Regions from separate parts of the Rattus norvegicus genome. Here region 2 is linked to region 1. The links are chromatin contacts, called in public Hi-C maps. All regions are on one chromosome and are shown on one strand. Each heading gives the region's core, a stretch centred on a gene start, on an enhancer-like site or on the middle of the called end of the contact. The rest is flanking DNA. Distances are from core to core; before and after follow the strand shown.

The links. Hi-C and Micro-C count contacts between places; a contact is called where the count stands out from the background.
Region 2: a Hi-C map of psoas muscle shows a contact between it and region 1, with 2.1 times the contacts expected there. The contact joins two enhancer-like sites. A contact is called at or near these places in 7 of 12 Hi-C or Micro-C datasets (Schwann cells, frontal cortex, hepatocytes and 4 more).

The regions. Positions count from the first base shown.
Region 1 is chr19:64,953,671-64,959,428 of GRCr8, forward strand. No RefSeq gene overlaps it. Among named protein-coding and RNA genes, the nearest start is that of Crispld2, 22 kb to the right of the region's middle. Within about 2 kb of position 3,436, at least 20 of the 93 cell types and tissues checked have an H3K27ac peak or open chromatin away from gene starts, as enhancers often do.
Region 2 is chr19:65,033,340-65,039,097 of GRCr8, forward strand. No RefSeq gene overlaps it. Among named protein-coding and RNA genes, the nearest start is that of Zdhhc7, 29 kb to the right of the region's middle. Within about 2 kb of position 2,937, at least 5 of the 93 cell types and tissues checked have an H3K27ac peak or open chromatin away from gene starts, as enhancers often do.

The sequences.
Region 1 (5,758 bases), core at 2,186-4,685:
CCCCGACGGGCACGTTTTTTTGAAGACAGGATCTCATTTTGTAGCCCAGACTGTCCTTGAAACTCACTATTGAGTCCAAGCTGGTTTCAAAGTCATGGAGATCCACCTGCCTCAGCCTCTCGAGGGCTGAGCTCACAGGAGTTTGGCAGAACAAGTGGTCCGCATGGCACTGAAGGCCAAAGTCAGTTTCCTGTACAGCAGAAAGACACTTCAGATGGAAGCAGATCCCAGCCTACTCTCGTTATTAGAATTGTCTCGGGGGCTGGGGATGTGGCTCAGTGGTAGAGCGCTTGCCTAGCGAGCGCAAGGCCCTGGGTTCGGTCCCCAGCTCCGGAAAAAAAAAAAAAAAAAAAAAAGAATTGTCTCAGAATTAGCCACAATGAATAAGAAAGATTCCTCTCCACCTGACTAGGGGTAGACACTTTCTCTCCCTGTTTGACTACACTACTTTTCTTTGCATGCTACAAGCGATGGGGAAGATACAGGGAACAAGAAGGTCAAGGTCTTATGACCCCTCTTCATGACTTCTGGTTCCCAGCACCTCATGGACCAATGTGGTTGCTCAGCTTCAGCCCTCACATATGTATTCCAGGTATTTAAGAAGCAACAAAGGCCATGTCTCACCTCCTCTCTTTTGAGGAGAAAGCCCAATGCTGGTGGGATGGCTCAGAGGTTAAGGGGGGCTTGCTGTCAAGCCTGATGGCCTGAGTTCAATCACACACACACAACACACACACGAGATCTACTAACATTTCTTTTAAAACCCAGACTTAAGGTACATGGTTCTAATCCTGGCGCCCTGGGAGTCTGAGACCACAGAGGAAGTTCCAGCCTAGCCAGGGTTACACAGTGAGGCTCTGTCTACACATAGAAATAAATAGAATATGTCCTAGTCCTGAGAGATGACTCATCTAGAGTTTGGATCCTCAGAGCCCAAGCAGTAGGTAGATGTGCAGGGTCACCTGTGATCCTGACACTCAGGGCACTGAGAGAAGAGATCCCCGAAGCAAGCTGGCCAGCTGGACCCACCCAGTGTCTGAGTTCTGGGTTCAACTAAAAGACCCATTAAGCAAAACACCTGGCATCACCTTCTGTCCTCTATGGCACACACATGTACACATGTACCCTAACTCAGTTGAACATACTACACATATGCACACACTGCACAAACATGCCTGCTACACACATGCAAAAAACAAAATGCAAAAAGGCAGGATGTCCTGTAGTGTCACAGAGTTGCACACAACCATCTCTGTCTGTCTGTCTGTCTGTCTTTGTCTGTCTGTCTCACTAAAACTTAGTTTCAGAGATGGGAGCAGCCAGAAGGCCATCGAGTGACCAGGTGTGTGTTTGTGAGTCAGGAAACAGGCAGAGAATCCTGTTTTCTGAGACAACTGTCCCAGACTCGCCACTCATTCTGGGGTTGAGTCACTTTTGGGAGGGGGAGGGGAGGTCATAATTTTTATGTGGCTGCGTAATTCTAAGTCTCGCTCTTGTCTTACTGATGTCCCTTGTGAGAAGCCAGCCGTCCTCTCTGTGTGGCCTGCTGACATTCTCCTTCAGTTCCTTCTCTCCTCTCTGCCTTCTATCTGTGAGAGCACCCCCCCGCCCCCGTGGGCAGCACACACTCAGCAGATACCCAGTGGGAACATGAATGCACGCTTGAGCGTCCTCAGAGCATCCCTTGACTTCTGAAACTCTGGGTCCTGATTCTGATTCCTGACCCAGAGCTGAGGATTTAGGGTCACCTGTGAGAGGCACAAGGAACGGGGAGTGGGTAGCAATCTGGGGGTGAGCCGGAGATGATGTGAGGTGGTACTTAACTCTGGAATCTCTGAGATCTCAGGAAACATCTCCGCATCCTCCAGTCCCAGACGAGTGTCAGGGTGACGAACACCACAGCGTTGCTGGACCACATTAGTTAAGGTCCTAGAGAAAATTAAACCCAAGGCACTGGGGCCACCATGACCAGTTGTCTTTCTACTGTTTGTGCTGCTAAAACAAAAGCATCAGAGACTTAAATTTTTTTCAAGATTTATTTTTATTAATAATGTGTATGTATGTATGTATGTATGTATGTATGTATGTGCACAAGCTCGTATGCAGATGCCCACAGAGACCAGAAGAGGCCATCTGATCCCTCTGGAGCTAGAATTGCAGGGGGTTCTGGGGATTGGGAACTGAACCCAGATTCTCCGAGAAGCAGCTAAGCGTTCTTTTTTTTTTTTTAAAGATTTATTTATTTATCATATACAAGTAGACTGTAGCTGTCTTCAGATACACTAGAAGAGGGCATCGGATTCCATTACAGATGGTTGTGAGCCACCATGTGGTTGCTGGGAATTGAACTCATGACCTCTGGAAGAGCAGTCGGTGCTCTTAACCGCTGAGCCATCTCTCCAGCCCGCAGCTAAGCGTTCTTAATCTCTGAGCCATCTCTACAACCCCCAGAAATCCATTTATTCACTTTAAAAAAGATTTTATTTAATATGTATACAGCGTCCTTTCTGCACGTTTGCCTACAGGCCAGAAGAGGACGCCAGATCTCATTATAGATGGCTGTGAGCCACCACGCGGTTGCTGGGAATTGAACTCAAGACCTCTGGGAGGACAGTCAGTGTTCTTAACGGCTGAGTCATCTCTCTAGCCCAGAAGTTTATTTTTTAATTAGAATTTTTTTTGATAATATTAGACATTGAACCAAGGGGCCGCACACATACTTGGCAAGTGTTCTACCTCTGAACCACACTCCAAGTCTCACAAACAATAAACAAATACTTCTCATAGTTCTGAGGTCCAGGAAGGCCCAGGTCCAGGCAGTCTCGTGAGGGCCTCATGCTGCTTCCAAAGTAACATCTTTTGTATGGTGGATGACAAAAAGGTGACCCTCTTCTTCAGCCCTTTTGGAAGGTTCCTGCTCTCACCCTCAATGATTCTGCCTCCTAACTCTCTCCCCTTGCCGACTTGAATTTTGGCATCTAAAAGGATTTCTGGGCCTCTAGCACCTGTCTGGGATCACCTCAGTCCTTAGAGTGTTTTGGTGGGCTTGCGCTCCCTGTTATCCTGTGTCCTCAATGTAGCCCCTCTGTGAAGCTTACTCAGGGGGTCCCAGCACTGGAAACTTTGATTTCATAGGATCTTGGCACCAGTGTCCTCAGAGCTCTTGTCAGAGTGAGGTGTGAACCCCGACATGTACCTGCTTGTCCACGCAGCCAGTATCAATCTCACCCAGAGGAATGAGCACACGGAGGCGAAGCCTCACCATCTCAGTGGCTCTTCCAGAGCTGTGCCCATCACAAAGTGGTCTTTGACGCAGTTGTGGCCTGGTGACGTTCTGCAGCCGCTCTTTGGTACACAGAAGCCAGTGAGCAGTGGGACTCCCTGGCCTTAATGTTCTGTGTCCTGCTCAAGAGCTCTGATAAAAATAGTTACTGAGTAAGAACTCCGGTGGGAAGTGAGCCAGCAGCCAGAGACAGACACAGTCAGGAGAGCCCGCAGCTCTGCATCGAAGGATCAGATCACCAGACCACTATCACTTCTATTTTGCAGCCCGATGGAGTCCCTTGTCCTCTCAACTGTTCCCTGGCAGGGGAGAGTGCTTCAAGCTCAGGGTCATGCGGCTTCAGGCTGCAGCAGATCTTTTCAGATCTGTCTCCCTCAGGCCTAGAAGGACTTTCCCTTCCCCAGAACCCAACGCTCTCCCAGGTCACAAGGGCTAGGGCAAATTCTTGCTAGGATTTCCCAGGAAATCTCTCCTGGGGACAGTTACATGGATCTTGGTCCTTTCTCCTGGAACTTCCCAGGCATCCGCAACGCCCACGTTACCATTATTCAAATACAAAGGCTGTAAGTTTTCTCTTTTCCTTTGTAAAGAAATTACATCCTGAGATTGCAAAAGTCTGAGAAATTTGATGAAAGCTGAACTTCCAAGAGCCCCGTGGCTCTGGCAGCACCTATGTTGATCCTTGATGTGACATTATGCTCAGGTGGTTTCCACATTAACCATTTAATGATTGAAAAACTGAGGGTGGGGATGGGGGATTGGCTGTGATGGTCACCATTGGAAGGACCCTTAGCCTCGCAAAGGCTGGCAACTTTCTCAAGGCTGGGGGAGCTGCTGGAGTTTTGAATTCACTCTGACTGGCTCAGGTTGACGGGGAGCTCCCGGGTGCTCCTCAGAGAGGTCAGGTGACTTAAGCCAAGGCACACAACTGGAGCATGTGCATGAAGAATGAGGCTCAAGTCTGTCATGACACAGATGGTGCTCCTCACTAGGTTAGGTGCTCCTCACTAGGTTAGGTGCTCCTCACTAGGTTAGATGCTCCTCACTAGGTTAGGTGCTCCTCACTAGGTTAGGTGCTCCTCACTAGGGTAGGTGCTCCTCACTAGGTTAGGTGCTCCGCACTAGGTTAGGTGCTCCGCACTAGGTTAGATGCTCCTCACTAGGTTAAGTGCTCCTCACTAGGGTAGGTGCTCCTCACTAGGTTAGGTGCTCCTCACTAGGGTAGGTGCTCCGCACTAGGTTAGGTGCTCTGCACTAGGTTAGGTGCTCCTCACTAGGTTAGATGCTCCTCACTAGGGTAGGTGCTCCGCACTAGGTTAGGTGCTCCGCACTAGGTTAGGTGCTCCTCACTAGGTTAAGTGCTCCTCACTAGGGTAGGTGCTCCTCACTAGGTTAAGTGCTCCTCACTAGGGTAGGTGCTCTGCACTAGGTTAGGTGCTCCTCACTAGGGTAGATGCTCCTCACTAGGGTAGGTGCTCCTCACTAGGTTAGGTGCTCCTCACTAGGGTAGGTGCTCCTCACTAGGTTAAGTGCTCCGCACTAGGTTAGGTGCTCCTCACTAGGTTAGGTGCTCCGCACTAGGTTAGGTGCTCCTCACTAGGTTAGGTGCTCCTCACTAGGTTAGATGCTCCGCACTAGGTTAGGTGCTCAGCCCCTAAGACCGACACCTTGTTTTTAATGGAGCAGTTGTATGGTATCAGGCCATCTGTGGACTTTTTCTTTTAAATAATGTTTACATGAATGGCCAACTTTATATTTTATTTTATTTTTTAAAGATTTATTCATTTTATTACATATAAGTACACTGTAGCTGTCTTCAGATACACCAGAAGAGGGCATCGGATCTCTTTACAGATGGTTGTGAGCCACCATGTGGTTGCTGGGAATTGAACTCAGGACCTCTGGAAGAGCAGTCGATGCTCTTAACCGCTGAGCCATCTCTCCAGCCCTATATATATATATATATATATATATATATATATATATATACACACACAATATATATATATATAATTTTTAATTGGTTATTTTGTTTACATTTTCCCCCCAGAGCTGAGGACCGAACCCAGATCCTTGCGCTTGCTAGGCAAGCGCTCTACCACTGAGCTAAATCACCAACCCGACTTCTTTTTAAGAACTCTGCAAATTCCTTCAACTCCACTTGTGTAGGGCTGTGGTCTGTGCCCATCTCCTTGAGCTGATTAGCCTCTGTGGTTTTAGCAACAGAGTGAAGCATGGCTCCAACACTAGGTCATTGAAGGCTCTCCCAAGGCACCTGGCTCTCGAGGATGCTTGCTTTTGGGACAGCTAGGCACCACGTGTCTGACCACCTGACACTGTCCACTGGATAGGCTGAAGCCACTGCAGCCCAGCAACCCCGCTGGGATCCCTCCCATCCCACAGTCAATATCAAACACTACTCTCAGTGTCTAGCCCCAGTCCACAGCTAACTGCAGCCAATGAGGGGCCTGAAGG
Region 2 (5,758 bases), core at 1,687-4,186, 79 kb after region 1:
GCCCAGTTGGAATTGAGTGAGCGGGAACTGGCCAAGCATCCTCAGGGGAGTCTTTGTCATAGTGGTTTAACTGGTGCCTGAGAAGCCCACATGATGCTCTGACCCAGTTTGGGAAGAGGATGGGCATTTTGGGAAATCTGAGGGTGTCAGGACACCCCCATTCCCAGAAAGCTATGGTGGAATTGCAGACAACAGCAATGGCCTAGGGCAAGCCCAGATCTGGAAAGGACAGTCACAGAAACTTCCAGAATACCCTATCTATCAACAGTATCCATTCTTTTCCTGAAGACTGGGAATCCATGGGGTGAACATCTCTCTGTTGGTAGTGTTCAGGGGCTCCCTGTGGACCCCTCATGGCCTCTCTGACTCTGGGGGACCCCCATTCCCATTCCACATGGTAAATGTGAAGAATCTGTACTACTGACCTGAAAATGGACAGATTCTTGCCCCAGAGGGACCAACAGTGGATCCTAGAGACTCGATGAGGCTCAGCAGGGTGGCCCACCCCAGTGCATCACGGAACACAGCTCAGTGTATCCCAAATGCATGGCTCCCGACAGGCACCCCTACCGCCCACAGGCTATGCTAAAATGCTACTTACAGCCACACTGGCTCAGTCTGGGAAGGAGGTGGAGAGGCTGGGAAATGTCATATCCCCCCTTGTGACTCACATGGGGAAAGAGCTCACATGAGCAGTGCCCCCATCCCAGGGTGGCATCAATTCCCCGGCCTGACACACAAACAGCTCATTTCTCCTTCCAGAAGCTTCTGGGAGCCTTATACTTCTGACCCTAATATGCACAACTAGTAAACACAGTAGGTCTGGAGGGGCGAGGTCATCAGAGCATGCTCAAACTGCAGATTGACAAGTTTTCAGGGGCTGGAGAGATGGCTCAGTGGTTAAGAGCACTGACTGCTCTTCCAGAGGTCCTGAGTTCAATTCCCAGCAACCACATGGTGGCTCACAACCATCTGTAATGGGATCTTGGTACCCTCTTCTGGTGTGTCTGAAGACAGTGACAGTGTACTCTTTATAACTAAACTAAATAAATCTTTTTTAAAAAATGTTTTCAAACAATAGGATATTTATAGACTCAAAGCATCTCCCCACCAATTATTTCTTATTTATAAAGAGGGGAATTTGAACTCATCAGCAGACAGGCATGGCTGAACCAGGCTCCATTGGTGACCACACTGATCCGGGGTACTAGGACAACTCCCCACTATATGTCGCCTCACAAGACACCCTAGGAGGACCCAGGACTCTCTGTGCTGGCCTTGTCTGAATACTTAAGTCAGAGCTCATCTTGAAAGCTGGGCATGGTGATGCAGGCCCACAATCCCAGCACTTGGAAGACAGAGAGGCAGGAGGATCTCTGATTTGAGGCTACCCTAGTCTACACACTGAGTTTCAGGATAACCAGGGCTATGAAGAGAAACCCTGTCTCAAAAGACAAGGAAAAAAAAAGCTTGAGACATCTCATCCTGAGGACAGACTGCAGAACGCCTTGTCCAAACACTCAGATCAGTATCCCAAAGCCAAGGAGGGGACATAATGGGCCAGTGAGATGGCTCAGAGGGTAAGGAGGTGCTTGCTGCCAAGCCATGACCAAGCATGATGACGTGAGTTTGATTTCCAGGACATGCGTAGTGGAATGGGGGAACAGAATCGCTTCCAAAAATTGTCTCCAACCTCTAGAAGCATGCCCAGACACTTACCAACATAAATGGATGTAAAAACTTAAAGACATTTCAGGATAGAGAAGGGCTGCGTCATTACTAAGCGTAGTGTGTTAGGAAAGGAGGCTGCTTCTTGAAGTTCTTCACAGAAGTGTCCCTGTGCAAGAGTGTGTGTGGCTATGACCTGCCATCGAGTGTCTTGAGAAAATCCATGTATGTGTACATGTGTGCATGTGGTCAAAGGACTGTGGATGGTAGTGATGCAGAGAGGGTCACAGTCTAAACCTTCAATGAGTCTGCATGAGGCTGACTGACTGGTTTGACTAGTCTTCTGTGAGTTTGAAATTTACCTGCCGAATAGCCTTTTCCTCAGAAGAGAAACAGTCCTTCTTCCAGTGAAGACAGAGGTTCCTAAGACTCAATGACAGAAGCTTAGAAAGTTCCGAGATGTCCAAGGCTCCACCCCATGCTTATATGAGCAAGACACAGTTGCTGGAGGACACTCTCCTGTACTGCTGTCTGCAAGTTGCTCAGGGACCCAACACCACCCCAGAATTCATTTTGGAGACATTACCCATGCTCAGCTGCCTGAGCCACCCATGCTCCTGTGACCCAGGAGAAGCTCACTGGTTCACCATGCTGGACTTTGGTGGATCTGTCGACAGTGCCGTATCTGGGGAAATGGGCCTTTCTTCACATTTCCCCAGGAAGTCACACAATATCAAAATATAAGGCTACTGTTTAGTTTGAACCTAAAATGTGTCTCCACCACATTCTGAGTGCTAGGTCCCCAGCTAGTGACACTAATTTGAGGAGATTATAGAGCTTTTAGGGGAAAGCATACCTGGAGGAAGTGGGACAGGGGGCATGCCCTTAAAAGCACACCACCCTTCTGGCCTCCTATCTCCTCCCAAAGCCATGATCCAAGCATGGCTTCTTATGTGGTGGATGGGAGGCCTTGGAAGCCTCCATGAGCTTAACCAACTGGTTCTCCTTTGATTCTGTCAGGCACTGTGGTCACAGGGATTTAAAAAATAAAATCAACTAATACAGTTACCAAAAAGGAAGAGAGAAAGGAAGGAGAGAAAGGTAGCAGGGCCCTTCTACCTCCTGGTCTGGACAAGGTCCGGAAACTTCTCTGGCCCGGCATCACTGGCCCTGTTTTCCTGCGGTTCTATTTGGGTCAGGTTATGTGTAGCCCACAGTCACTGGCTGAAGACCTGGGCCTCTCTCCAAGTACTGTATCTTCTTCACCAAGCGGATTCAGGTTCCACTTGGGAAGACATTGTCCAGCCCGGAACAACCCTGGTCAGCTTCCTGCCCTCTGCTCACTCAGCTGTGGCCTGGATTCAACATCATCCCACACATCTGTCTAAATGAGGTCCTGGCCCCACTGGCCCATCTTAGCTGCCTTTGGCCCCCTTGCCATCTGCAAGCAATCCACCACCTGCCACTCAGCTCTCGTTAACAAGAGGCAAGCAGGAGGCCAGGCTGCAGTCCAGAGGCTGGGAGGGACCTTCCGGAACTGCTGAGCTTGGGCACAGGCTTCTTCTTTGTCTCCATCACACTCTAATTCCTCCTCACCCACCTGACCAGAAAGGCATGAGGCTAATGCAATGCTGTGATGGCCCCAAGCCCACCTGTGCACCACACAGCCTCTGTGCCAGGCATGGGTGTGGAACTGGGCTGTCTCCTTCATCTGTAGCACATCTAGCAGGCCAGACTTATGCTCCCGTGACATTTACCAAGGGGAAACTGATGCCACAGAGTCATCCTGTGCTGTGCCGACAGAGGCAGCCAGGGTGAACTTATGAAGAAGGCACTTTTCTCTTTTTCTTCTTTCTGTGGCCTCAGACTGGGACTGCAGAGCTCACACGTACCACACGTGTGCTCCAACAGTGATCACGTCCTTGGTGTATCTGTTTTACTCAAAAGCATCCAGAGTGAGGAGCATACTCATTGCAGAGGTCAAAGACCACAGAGATGTCCACAGGTGCCCAGCACTGCTAGACACTGTTGTCAGCTTATGGGGGGCGATCAGGGGGAGAGTCCCTGTGAGTGCCTTGAGTTTCAGAGACTGAAATGAGACACTCAGTACCCAGCCTGAAGCCAGTGATGCTGAGATGGGGATGCTGATATGGAGATGCTGAAGTTCAGATGCTGAGATGGACATGTTTGGATAGAGAAATCTGAGTGGCCCAGTGTAACTGAGGTCAACATAGACCAACTCCTGTCTTCAACCAGATTCCTACCCCATCATCCTCCATAAAGGAATGAGCAGACAGTGAAGGGTACAAATGGCAAGTGCTTTTATTGTTATTTTGAATTTAAATAAAACCACGTGAATTCTCAGTAGCAGTGAGATGTTAGCCCAGGGCGGTTCCTGGCTGCCATGTTCACCAGAGCTATAGCTTGGGCAGTGCAACATCTAAGATCCATAGTACAACAAACAAAACAACTCAGTGGTAGAGCGCTTACCTAGGAAGCGCAAGGTCCTGGGTTTGGTCCCCAGCCCCAGAAAAAAAAAAAAAGCAAAGCAAAACAAAAAAAACAACAAACAAAACAAAACAAAAGGCTGGTGGGAGGCAGCAATGGCTGGTGGGAGGCAGCAATGGCTGGTGGGAGGCAGCAATGGCTGCCTCACAAAAGTAGATCTTCCTTCTCGCTGGGAGGCACAAAAGTAAGGCCTGTTTAAAAAAAATTTTTAAAGGTCCTCAGTTTGGTGCCCTGTACACCCCCACACAGCTTTCCCTCCATCCTGTACACCCCAACACAACTTTCCCTCCATCCTGTACACTCCAACACAGCTTTCCCTCCATCCTGTATACCCAGCACAGCTTTTCTCTGTCCTGTACACCTAGCACAACTTTCCCTCTGTCCTATATACCATGCACAGCTTTCCCTCCATCCTGTAAACCCAGCACAACTTTCCTCTGTCCTGTACACCCAGCACAACTTTCCCTCCATTCTGTATACCCAGTACAGCTTTCCCTCCATTCTGTATACCCAGAACAGCTTTCCCTCCATTCTGTATACCCAGAACAGCTTTCCCTCCATTCTGTATACCCAGAACAACTTTTCCTCCATTCTGTATACCCAGCACAACTTTTCCTCCATTCTGTATACCCAGCACAACTTTTCCTCCATTCTGTATACCCAGCACAACTTTTCCTCCATTCTGTATACCCAGCACAGTTTTCCCCAGTCTCTCACCTCACTGTTCATCTCCTGACTTTCCTGGCCATCTTCAAATGCTACCCCAAGGCCACCAAGGCACCTAGCAGAGGAAGCGCACACCCACTAGTGCCTCAGCTAGACCCCTCCATCTTCCTGTGTCTTTGGGGAAAATAGTGTGCAGAAGAGGCCTTCTCCAAACCCTTCAATCATCCATTTGTGTTTGTTACTTTATTATATTAAATGATCAATTGATGTAATAAGGTTGTTAGCTCTTGGATGAATAGAAATATTTTATATAAGTCAGTATCATCTTGCACAGTTGGAAATACACACCGGCAGTCCAGCACTTGGGAGGTGGAGGCAGGAAGAACAGGAGTTCAAGATTAGCTTCAGCTACATAAGGGCTATAAGAAACTCTCAAAAAAAATCAAAACAATAAATCAAAGTTATCTTCTTAGTGAATATTTAACAGTGGTTTCCCAGACAAGCATGGTAGGAACAGGAACCTGTACAGTGGCTGCAGACTCTGTTCCCTGATGTCTGTGGGCCCAACATGAGCTTAGTGTTGTATCAGCTCCAGCTGTCCTAGACCATGCTACCCAGCAGCCTTCCTCAGCCCAGGCTCCTAGGCCCCATACCTCACTATTCCTGCCTCAGACAGAAAGTGGGGCGTCTCCTGGAAATACCCCCAAACTTGCTCACTCCCTGTGGCTAAGACAGTAAATATCTGTAGGTCCTGTGTTCTTCTCCAGGTTGGGGGCAGGCCAGCAGAGGACATGACACCCATGTGACTTCACTGGGTGTGTTTTGAGATTCCCTTTGGACTGATGTTTAAAATAAAACCTAAAGGAAACCTGGCGTCCTGTGGGCAAACAGAAACTGTACGCAAGTCCCATGCCTG